Regions from separate parts of the Mus musculus genome. Here regions 1, 2 and 3 are each linked to region 4. Evidence: chromatin contacts called from public ChIA-PET and promoter capture Hi-C data. All regions are on one chromosome and are shown on one strand. The core of a region is the stretch at or near the end of the contact, and the rest is flanking DNA. Distances in the headings are between cores, read along the strand shown.

The links. Promoter capture Hi-C pulls out the DNA fragments that hold promoters and counts their contacts. ChIA-PET counts read pairs in DNA pulled down with a chosen protein or histone mark. Capture Hi-C pulls out chosen DNA fragments and counts their contacts.
Region 1: a promoter capture Hi-C map of neutrophils shows a contact between it and region 4, with 2.7 times the contacts expected there. The contact joins the promoter of Emp3 here to the promoter of Scaf1 in region 4. A contact is called at or near these places in 5 of 39 promoter capture datasets (erythroid cells, liver, neutrophils and 1 more), 2 of 484 Hi-C or Micro-C datasets (CD8 T cells and uterus), 1 of 115 datasets of contacts at active chromatin or transcription factors (memory CD8 T cells) and 2 of 9 other capture datasets (adipose tissue and liver).
Region 2: a contact with region 4 is called in an RNA polymerase II ChIA-PET map of memory CD8 T cells, with 19 read pairs. The contact joins the enhancer-like site here to the promoter of Scaf1 in region 4. A contact is called at or near these places in 5 of 39 promoter capture datasets (cranial neural crest, liver, maxillary cranial neural crest and 1 more), 3 of 115 datasets of contacts at active chromatin or transcription factors (bone marrow-derived macrophages, embryonic forebrain and memory CD8 T cells) and 3 of 9 other capture datasets (adipose tissue, liver and pancreatic islet).
Region 3: a promoter capture Hi-C map of adipose tissue shows a contact between it and region 4, with 3 times the contacts expected there. The contact joins the promoter of 0610005C13Rik here to the promoter of Scaf1 in region 4. A contact is called at or near these places in 11 of 39 promoter capture datasets (the C10 cell line, the HPC-7 cell line, cranial neural crest and 7 more), 2 of 484 Hi-C or Micro-C datasets (B cells and natural killer cells), 3 of 115 datasets of contacts at active chromatin or transcription factors (astrocytes, bone marrow-derived dendritic cells and embryonic forebrain) and 4 of 9 other capture datasets (adipose tissue, liver, macrophages and 1 more).

Annotation. Positions count from the first base shown.
Region 1 is chr7:45,920,052-45,922,751 of GRCm38.p6, forward strand. Emp3 (epithelial membrane protein 3) reads right to left here and starts at 1,375. Exons shown (of 5, transcript NM_010129.2): 1 at 1,191-1,375; 2 at 238-353. The coding sequence starts at 315.
Region 2 is chr7:45,799,370-45,802,069 of GRCm38.p6, forward strand. It overlaps Lmtk3 (lemur tyrosine kinase 3), which reads left to right. Exons shown (of 15, transcript NM_001290990.2): 13 at 1,067-1,202; 14 at 1,543-1,680. Among named protein-coding and RNA genes, the nearest start is that of Cyth2, 14 kb to the right of the region's middle. Within about 2 kb of position 1,317, at least 142 of the 459 cell types and tissues checked have an H3K27ac peak or open chromatin away from gene starts, as enhancers often do. A contact at or near this core is called in adipose tissue, bone marrow-derived macrophages and memory CD8 T cells, where this site is marked.
Region 3 is chr7:45,573,857-45,576,556 of GRCm38.p6, forward strand. It overlaps 0610005C13Rik (RIKEN cDNA 0610005C13 gene), which reads right to left and starts at 1,320. Exons shown (of 5, transcript NR_038166.1): 1 at 1,271-1,320; 2 at 752-921; 3 at 557-666. Bcat2 (branched chain aminotransferase 2, mitochondrial) reads left to right here. Exons shown (of 11, transcript NM_009737.3): 2 at 1,575-1,649; 3 at 1,943-2,146.
Region 4 is chr7:45,014,951-45,017,650 of GRCm38.p6, forward strand. Scaf1 (SR-related CTD-associated factor 1) reads right to left here and starts at 1,299. Exons shown (of 11, transcript NM_001008422.1): 1 at 1,130-1,299.

The DNA.
Region 1 (2,700 bases), core at 125-2,624, 910 kb after region 4:
GACCGGGGAGGGTGAGGTGAGACACAGGACAAAAGATGTCAGGGAGAGTGGGGATGACTCCTGATGGCCAAATGCATGGGCTAGGCCAGGGGAAAGTACACACGCAGAAGTAAGAGTAGGGAAGGGGAGGAGTGGGGAGGAGGAGGCACAGAGGTAGGGAGGAAGGGAAGCAGAGGCAGGTAGGTGGGGTCTTAGAGATGGGCTATATCTGGGGTTCCCAGTGAGCTGGAAACTTACCTTGTCCAAAGTGGCCACAAAAAGCAAGACAAGAATGAGGATGTGGAGGGCAGAGACCACCAACAGGAGGAGTGACATGGCTGCCAGATGTCTGGCTCAGGGCAGGAGAGGCAAGCCTGCAAAGGGTGGGAGCACTCAATCCTAGGGGAGGAGGGCTGGAGAATGGCTTTCTAAATCAGAGAGGAGGGCCAGGGAGGTAGGGAAGTCTCTGGTGTGAGGGAGAAGGGGAGTAGGCCGAGCAGTTCCTCCCTGGGGAGAAGGGCAAGCCAGGGGACTCCTGCTCTTGGAGGCGGGCAGAGACTGTCCTAGATGGACTTTTGGGAGACAGAGGAACGGGCAGGACTAACAGTGAGCTGGTGCATCTTCAACACTCTGTCCCTGGGCCGTGTGGGTCTCCATATGAACCATCAGGAGCAGGAATTGCCCCCGGGACAGGCATCCTTGACTCACTGACTCTCTTCTTTCTCCTGGAGTGAGTCACGAGTGACTCATCCCCCCTCCCTCCAACACCAGGGAAATGCCAGCCTCTGGCTGAGTCTCTGGTCCTCACCCGACCTGACTGCAGACCCCGGCTCTAGACACTCAGGGAGGTGGATTTGCAGCAGGGAGGGTGTGGTCTGAGTGGAGAGACCACCTCCTACCACCCTTCAGTGTCCAGAGAACTCAGCCAGCCCTGGGAGCCCTCCTGCACCCCTTCATCTAAGAAGGGAGTGGAAGACCCCAGGGAGAAGCCACAGGACATTCTTCATGGTGGGCTCTGTTGGGACAAGTCTCATAGACAGCTCTAAGCTCTCCTGTATTCCCACTACAAAGGCTGAGAGATCAGTTCTTCAATTACCAGTCTCCTCTGGAGCTAAGAGTGGAGGGTCTCTTCCTGCCTAAGGTGCCCCGCCCATGGTGCCATGCCGCCCAGTAAATAAAGCCCCATCTGAATAACGGATTGAAAAACTTACCGAGAGTTGCTGAAGAAGTCAGAGTTGGAGTCTGTCCTCGTTGGGCCTCTTGCCCCGCCCTTCTGCTCCCTCCTTCCACTCTGAGGCCCCCGCCTCCCTCACCGCCTTCCTCCCACCCTTTAATACCCACCCTTCTCCGTCTGCCTTCTCCCTCCCTCCCTTTCTCTCTCTCCTCTGGTGGTTTTCTGCTTCTCTCGACTCTCAATATATACCAACCCTTTTATATCCACTTTAGCCTCGCCCAGCTGAGGTCTCCAGTCAGGGGAGGGCACGAAATCTTGGTTCCTTATTCTCTGCCCACCCAGTCACACAGAAGGCATGTTCTGGGACCTCCTTTCAGGGCTCAGATGAGAAGTCCTTGAGGCCCTGGGGTGGAGCATGTTACCTTCTTGGACTGGATGCCTGCTCTCTTTGATGAAGTTTGGGGCAGAGTAGATGACACAAGAATCTGTAGAAGGCCAGATCCTGTGACACAGATCAAACTTTGGGCTGGCTCATGGCAGGACAAAAAGTATGAAATTACGGGAAGGAGCAGGATATAGCTTTAAAGAATGCCAATGTTGCCATTCCATGGTTGTGTGGCCTGGGATAGATTATTTCACTTACTTGGGCCTCAGTTTGCTAATCTATATAGTGGGTATAATACACAGTCAATAAAGAAAATAGACGGATGGCAATAATGACTAGGTGGGCAGATGCTAATTTAAAAAGGATAATCCTGGAAAGCTTCTTGGAGGAGGTGCTATTTGACCTGAGTCATTTGGATACTAGGGAGAAAATGTCCCAAGCTTTGAGAAGAAACGCTGGCCGTTTGGAGAGCAGACAGAATGGCCAGTGTGTCTGGAGCACAGAGAGCGTAGGGTGTGGTGAGCGGGACAGCAGAGGATTCACTTGGAAGTCATGGAGGAATCAGGATTTTACTGTAAGTGCTGTGGGAGGCCATTAGAATTCTCACAGCACTCTAGTCCCAGGGTTATAGTGTGAACTATCATTTATTCTCAGAGTTAGGGGCTGTGGGTGATGAACTAGGACTGATGAAGTTAGGGCTGGGGATCTGGATGATGGTGCTAGAGCTGGGTGTGATGACCTAAGCCTGCAGGGGTGAGTGACCAGCTGGCTTGGGGATTGCGAGACTGGGAGCTGGGTACCACACAGCACAGCCTCTGCAGCATCCATTGGCAGTGTGACCATAGGCGTTACTGATGACGTCTCCACTATTTTCCTTCATCTGTAAAAGAGGGATAGCATCGCGGCTAGCTTAGATCTAGAGCAGTGCCTGGTAATACTGTACAACTTAGAGCGGGCTTTGGAGCCCCGAGTGGAGTCGAGGGAACTCTGGCTCTAGTAATTGGAGAAAGGGCAAAGACTTGAGGCCAGTGCGTCCGGAAGCTAAAGTTTGGAATCTTAAATGAGGATGGATGGAGGAGGGGGACAGAAACAAGGGGAAGTCTAACTCTGACCCTGGAGAGAGTAGAGAGTGGGTCACTGAGGACAAAATTGGGGGGCTGGG
Region 2 (2,700 bases), core at 67-2,566, 780 kb after region 4:
CAGCTAGAGCTACATACCGAAACTCTGTCTCAAACAGACAAATAATCAACTTACCAAAGTCATCTGGACCTGAAATCCCCATATTTAAAAAAAAAAAAAGAGGTTTATTGCCTGAGCCTTGCTATGTAAACCTGGGGTGAGACTGTTTGAGGCCAGGTTGTGAGATAGTTGAAAACAGGGTCAGGTGCAGTGTTCAGAGTCATGAGACCAAAGGATTCCAAAATGGGATGGGACTTTTTTTTTTTTTTTTTTTTTGAGACAGGGTTTCTCTGTATAGCCCTGGCTATCCTGGAACTCACTTTGTAGACCAGGCTGGCCTCGAACTCAGAAATCCGCCTGCCTCTGCCTCCCAAATGCTGGGATTAAAGGCGTGCGCTACCACTGCCTGGCCCAAATGGGACTTTTCAATTTTGTTTGTTTGTTTGAGACAGGATTTCTTTGTATAGCTCTGGCTGTCCTGGAACTTTGTAGAGAAGGGTGGCCTAGAACTCGGAGACCCATGTGCATCTTGGTTTCTCTGTATAACCCTAACTGTCCTGGAACTCACTTTGTACACCAGGCTGGTCTCAAACTTAAGAGACCCACCTGACCCTGTCTCCTGAGCGCTGGAATTAAGGGGGTCCCCACCTTGCCAGACTCAAGGTGGGACTTTGAGAGTTTGAGTGGGACTGGGATAATTGTCCCTTGGTGCGTGGCTGGAGTTAGAGGTTGGGAGGCTACAGGACCAGGCTGTTAGCTCCAAGACATAGGTTTGGATCTCTGCCGCCAAGATCTTGGAGGTGGTGCTGCGGGGTTTAGAACAGCGTCTTGCTCGCTGAATTTAGGAATTCCTGAGCTGGGTGGGGCTTTATAGTTAGGTAAGGAACAAAGACCAGGGTGAGATTAGAGCTTGTAGGAACTTTTGAAGGCAGATGAAAGTTCCATTAACTTCTCCATACAATACATCAGCAATTACAAAATGGGGTACTGAAAGCCCCAGCAATATCGTTGGGTTTTATTTAATTATTGAGATGCCGTGGTTGGGTGTGACAATACGTTTCCTATTCTTTTTCTCTTGTTTTCACAGGAGACTCCAACCAACGAGTTGAGCGTCCAGGGCACCCCCGAGGGGGACACGGAGCCATCAACTCCCCCAGCGCCCCCGACGCCTCCCCACCCCACCACCCCAGGAGATGGGTTTCCCAACAGCGACAGCGGCTTTGGTGAGGGGCGGAACCCAAGATTTGGGCTGCGGGAGGGCGGGGCTTGGGAGTGGAGGGAGTGGCCTTATTATGCAATGGGCGTGTCATGTGGGAAGGGCAGGGCTAAGGGTGACCTGGAAGAGAAGGATTGAATCTAGGAACCCATCCACTCTTTGTAGGCTGGAGCTGTACCGAGGGGCCTGGGCGGAGCTCAGGAAGGCAAGGGCTGGTTGAGGCGGGTGGGGGCGGAAAGGTATCTGAAGTGGGAGGAGGGATGGAGCCTTGCTGGAGGGTAGGGCTAAAGGCGGCCTTGTGCTGGTCTGCTAAGCTGGTGTATAAGTCTAGTTCACTTTCTCCCTAGGCGGCAGTTTCGAGTGGGCGGAGGATTTCCCCCTCCTCCCCCCGCCAGGCCCCCCCCTGTGCTTCTCCCGCTTCTCCGTCTCACCTGCACTGGAGACCCCGGGGCCTCCCGCCCGGGCTCCCGACGCCCGGCCCGCAGGTACAGTGCTTCCAGCAGGACCCTATCCCACCCCTCCCCAACCTGCCCTCCCTTACCTCGCTTCTCTCTCTCTCTTCCATTCACCCACTCAGTCACATTGACATCTCTCAGCTAAGACCAGTTGGTTCCCATTCACAGCCTTGGACAGTTACACCGGTCTCTGACCCTCAGTTGCTTCTTCAAGGATCCTTAAGTACACACTCCCTTGTCCATCTTTCCCATTTCTGAGCTCGGATACCTTGGTGGATCTCCATATCCTCTCCAAGGGCACTTAAAGCCAGGGGATATGGCAGACACCCAGAGAACAGGAATCACAGCAGCGAGCTCACAGTGACCTGACACATTGCTACTCGCTCAATTTCACTGCGATCCTTGCAGTGGATTTTAGTCCCACGGTTTTTACGGAAAGAACTGAGGCACTTAGAAAGGAGCATAGAGCCATAATTCCGGCCCGGCTGCTGGCCCTGGGTGCTGCCCTCTCGTGGTACGCGTCTATTGGGTCCTTGTGCAGATGGAAAATCAGTTCTCTCCTGCCCCCTGCTGGCCACCATGCTGAACGCCCAGGATGTGGGGAAGGAGCTGTTAGTTCCCCAGATCCTCTGAGTTTCAGGATTAACCCTGCCTTTTTTCAGTTGTGTGACGTTGGCCAGTCAGTGTCCCTTTCTGCCTTAGCATCCTCATCTGTAGAATGGGAATGAGAATGGATCCTGATCCTGAGTGTTATGAGGGTATAAGTGGCATAATCCCCCCTACACACACACACACACACACACACACACACACACACAGAGTCACACACACACACACACGCACACACTCACACACACGCACACACACTCACACTCACACACACGCACACACACACTCACGCACACGCAGTCATACACTCACACACTCGCACACACACAGTCACACACACACACACCACACACACACGCACATACACACACTCACACACACACACGCTCACACTCAACTCACTCACACACACTCTCACACACACTCGCACACACGATCATG
Region 3 (2,700 bases), core at 70-2,569, 560 kb after region 4:
ATCAGAGTCCCTGCCTCAAGACAGGATGGGCTGGAGCTACGGTCACATACATTTAACTAGGGAGGCAGAGACAGAAGGCTCTCTGAGATCAAGGCCGTTGGCTTTGTCTACACAGTGAGTTGCAGTATAGCCAGGGCTACATAGTAAGACCCTGTCTCAGAACAAACAAACAAACAAACAAAAAAAAAACGGGTGGAAGTCACCCGAGGAATGACATCTGAGTTTGACCTCCACAGACACGCACAGATGCACATACATGCCGTCACGTGGTGTGTGCACATGTCAACACACGTAGAGAGATCTTATCTGAGCCAGGTGTGGTGGCACACGTGCCTGTCACTCTCTCTGGTGCAGGCTCTGAGGCAGGAAGATCCTAACTTCACGCACTGGGCTATAGAGTGTGTTTGAGGTCAGTGGGCAACTTAGACCCTGTCTTAAGCCCTCTCCCCTCCAAAAAAGGAAGGAAGGAAGGAAGGAAGGAAGGAAGGAAGGAAGGAAGGAAGGAAACAAACCCATGTCCTGGCCCAGACTTATCCATACGACATTTGAGACTCACCCATTGATCAGTGACCTCTGCAAGCCTCTCCATCTCACTGGCCTCTAGCAGCGGGAACAGGCTGTTATCCTGTCTTCCTCAAACTAAGGACTCAGCTGCCTCTCCATGGTCTGCAGAGAAAAGCATGACACCAAAATACCAGGACACGTCCCCCCTCCCCCCCTGTGCACAACCAGCCCTGAATTCCATGCTCACCTTGGGGAAGGTCAGCAGGGATGTGTGCCTTGAGCATTTTCAATGGCTGGCACGAGACTGCCCTTCAGCCGCTGACTGTGTAGAGCACAGTAGTCACTGCCCAGGTTGAGGGTATTCCAGCTGTGGCTGGGTCGGTTGTAGCAGCGGCAGCAACCAGCTGACTGATACTCCTAAAGAGTAATAAGCCTTAGGGCTCCTGTCTGAGGGAAGCGTGTTGGAGTGTTGTAGTTGTGGTTCTGAGGGAAGAAGGTTAAGGAGGACCTCTGGGTCTGAGGGAGGAAGGTTAGGGAGGACCTCTGGGTCGGAGGGAGGAGGTCTGGAGCTCTGGGTTTGATAGAGAAGTTCATGGGCCATTACTCCTGAGTCTGAGGGAGGAGGGTCAAGGAGCCCGGTTCCCAGGGTCTGAGGGAGGAGATCTGAGGTCTGGGCTGATGAATTCTAGGAGAAACAGGACCTATTCTTTTCTAACTCTTGTCAGTTTTTGTGCCCCCTCACCCCAAGCCAGGAGTGTTCCCTTACCTGCTCGCTGTCCCTGGTCGTTGTCCCGTCTAAGCTGTCTACAAGCTGCGGCCAAAGTTCTCTAGTAGGGAGGCACGCCTCTGTCGACTTTGCCCTGCATGGTGGATGGTGGAGGGGCTGGAGCTGACTTTAGTTTTCTAGGGATAGGCATCCCGGTGGGGACTTGGGCAGAGCACAGGCTGTCTAGAATGCACTGAGACTGTGACAGAGCCAACCTCAGGGGCCTCCCAAGCCAGACAGGTGCCAGGACCTCTGCTCTTTCTGGCTCTTGCCCTGGTCACATTTATTTCTCTCTCCACCCTAGGTCTGGGCCCGAAAGCTTCTGCCTGTTCCCTGGCTTCTATGTGGGTCCAAAAGATGTGTGTCCTCCATATTCAAGGTAAAAGGAGAACCCTGGGTCTAAGGGAAAAGCCCGGTGTGTGCCCCCGTGTTTGAGGGAGGACAGGATCTATCTGCATGTAGGCATCTCTCAGAGGTCGTCTAGCTGTCTGCTCCTGGGTGCTGTGAAGAGCTAACACTGTATTTCTTGGGTACCTGCTTCTTTTTTTGGGCCCCATGGAAGCTGTAGTCTCTCAGGTTGGCGACGTCAGGCCCCTGAGGTGCTGTTTTTTTGTTTTGTTTTGTTTTGTTTTGTTTTGTTTCTTGTTGTTTTGTTTTATTTCTTTCTCTCAGGCTGCAGACCTCCAGATTCAGATGACCAAAGAACCACAGAAGAAGCCAGCCCCTAGCCAGGCACTGCTGTTTGGGAAGACCTTCACAGACCACATGCTGATGGTGGAGTGGAATAACAAGGCTGGATGGGGCCCACCAAGGATCCAGCCCTTCCAGAACCTCACGCTACACCCAGCCTGCTCTGGTCTGCACTACTCTCTGCAGGTAGGACTAGCTGCTTCCGTCCCCACCCTGCTGCGTGAGTCCACTCTGCTTTTTCCTGACTGGGTTCAGCCGTCTGGGTGCTTCGCACATTTCTTCCTCTGTCATCTCTTCCTGAGATCACCTGTGTTCTGGGACACAGAGGAGGTGACAGTCAGTTCCTGCTTTGTTGGGACTCTGCTCTGAAAGAGAGTGGGGTTCTCCCAGCAAAGATTAGAAACATAGAGGGGGCATCTTACACCGATAGGAGAGCTAGTTCAGCAGACCTGTGGGGTCTCAGTGTGGCAGAGGATGGCTTAGGATGACAACAGGGCCACAGAGGAGATGAGAAGTCTGAACAGGAACAGGCCAGCCTGGATACAGTCAGAGCTCTCTCAGGCCCCGTGGGAGGTGATGCAATTACAACACTCAGGAGGTTGAGGCAGGAGGACTGCACAGTTTTGAGTCTAGCCAGGACTCCAGAGTGAGACCTTTAGCTGGAGTCTTAGGGCCTAGCAATGATTTTCCTGTGACAATCCTTAGGGAGTCTTGTCGTCTTCATTGCTGCAGCATGACAT
Region 4 (2,700 bases), core at 49-2,548:
TGATTCACAAACAGCTCATTACACAAAGTACATAAAACATAATGGAAAATACTTTCCAAGTTTCAAATGGAACCATGAGTTTGCAGGACTGGAGTAATATTAGTAAAATACATATGTTGGCATGCACTTAATCTCATCGAATAATGCATTTTTTCCCTTCCTATCAAGGTCAAGTTGCAGAGCACTGCACTAGATGATCCCAGACAGCTCTACAGACCCTCAGGAATGATTCTAACTCCTCAGCATGGGGACAACACAGGTTCTTTTTTGTTTGAAACCATTTTCTTTTTAATTACTTTCTGAAAGGCAAGTACATTTGAGCTGGATAAAATTCCCAGCGTTTTCTGTTATTATTCTCTACACATTTATCTACTCTTCAAAAGCACTTGAATTTCCTCCAAGACATAGACTGTATTCTTGCAATCATTGGACGATTCTAGTTCCTTCAAACTACCCCACCCTACCCCACCCACCCCTATCTCCGAGTCACCCCCACATAAAACACTTCCCAGACCTTAGCGACTCATTTATGCCTCTGGGCACATCACAAAGCTTGCTTCCCTCTCCCTAGGTGGGAGTACATCTCTTTCTTCCAGGTGGACCTTAACACTTCCTAGTCCTTGAAGAGAGCTTCCAGGCCTCATAAATGGTCCCAGATCCATGTAGATGAGCCGAATGCAGAGGCCAGCATGAGGAGAGACTTCCCAGCCCTAACAAATACACCCCAGTGAACTAGGTGACTCTGCAGACCCCCTTAACTCCTGGGGGAGTGAAGATCTCAAGATGGCCCCAAAAGCCTCTCAACAGACCCTAGCCTACGGTCGCACATAAAAACCATCTACGGCGCCTGCAGACGTGTCCAGGCTCAGCAATGGGAAGGAGGGCCGGCCTAGTCGCGGTCCAGGCCATACGAAAGCCCTCTGGCACCCACGGGCGCGTCCGGGGCCCTAAGAAGGCCCCCTACTCAGAGACTGCCTTGGCCGCTGCAGCCGGGTCCGAAGGTGCCACGCTACGCTCTCCAGGCCCCGTGGCATACGGGCGACACTCGGAGACGACTAGCGACCCGACTCCGCCCCGCCCACCCCGATAGGCCCGAGCCCCGCGGCCCGGACCGCCGCCGCCATCTTACCCCGCCGCTCGGGCTGCGGCTCCGGTCCCGGCGCGGGGCGGGGCGGAATGGGGCGGGGCTCGCGATTTGAGCTGGGGAAGGGCGGAACCAAATTGCCGCGGCGCTTGCCGGGATTTCAAGTACCCAGCTGGGTTTCCGAAAGGCCGGCAGCACCGGAGGCGACTCCGTTTCCCAGAAATCAATGCGTCACATGGAGGTGGAGTGCGCGCGCTGGATGCCGGGAGATGTAGTCCGTGTGAAGACTCCGTCACGCGGGGGACAGTGTACGGGGTGAGAGGTGAAGTGGGCGGGGCTGCTGGAGCGCGCGGTACGACCCCCCTCAGTGTCCTGCGTGCGCGGGGAAAAAGGCGGCGGATCAGGAAGTGATGTAAAAAAGGCGCTCCGTTGTTGAGATCCATGGGAATTGTAGTTCAATTAAGATGGACGCTACCCCGCCCATGGTCGTCCTTTCTGAATATGAAACCCTTCTAATTTTTTTCTCCTATAAATCCTAAGAAGATTTTTTTGAGACGCTGTCTTATGTATCTCAGACGGGCTTGGAACTTGCTGCTGTCTTTCTGCTTCTGTTTCCCCAGTGCTGGGACTCGTCAGTTATCATGCCCAGCTTCTAAAATTATTTATTGGGGGGGGGGAACTAGAGATTGAATTTAAATGCTCATACATGGTAGACAAACGTTCTATGTTATCACTAAACTATATCTATAGTCCTCTTTTCGTTTGTTTGTTTTGAGATAAGTTCATTCTAAGATGTCCAGAATAGGCTTTAACTTAAAATAATCTCCATTAAATTCAGAACTCAGGAGTCAAACCAGAGCTCCTTTACTCAGGACAGGAAAATCCAAACTCTGAGTCTTCTGGTTCAGAGCAGATGAGTGAAGACTCATTTCCCTCTTCCTTGGGACTCTGGAATTTCAATCCTCTTCCCTTTCAGGACGTCAATACCATATCTTACATAAATGTAAGTGCTAAATTCTTCCACAACCCTCCCGGAGCACTCATGCCCTCGAACTCAGAATTCTGGGTCCCCAGACTCTCCATCCTTTGGCCCCATGAGTCCAGACTCCCAGCTTTCCCAGTAGTAGTAAGGAGCCCCTCCCGACCCCCTGGACCGGAGTCGGACCGGAGAAATCTAAGTCTCTAACTCAATACTCTCGTAGGAACCAGTGTCTGAGCTATCAACCGCATCCTTCCAAAGCCCAGAAATCCTGGCTGTCGGCCCTTCTAGACCCGGACTTCCCGACTAGGATGAACTGGCTCATGGATTAGGAATGTGGTGATCTCACAGCCCGTCCTGCCCAGTTACCCTGCTGTCCCCCTCCAGGGCCCCAGCTCCCCTCCCAGTCTATCTTCCGTTTGGCTGGGACAGCGGGAACCGGAAGCCTAAGTCCATAGACAGGCCGAGACGCCAGCCTCTAGAACGAAGCTGGGGCAGAGAACTTGGCGACAATCCCAGGGAGGAGGCGGAGATTAATTTTGAGACCTGTGCTGTCCTAAGATCTCCCTATATACGGCCCTGAGAAGGAGCCCCAAGCCACACCTACCAGAAACAGTGGTCCTTAGATAATAACTAC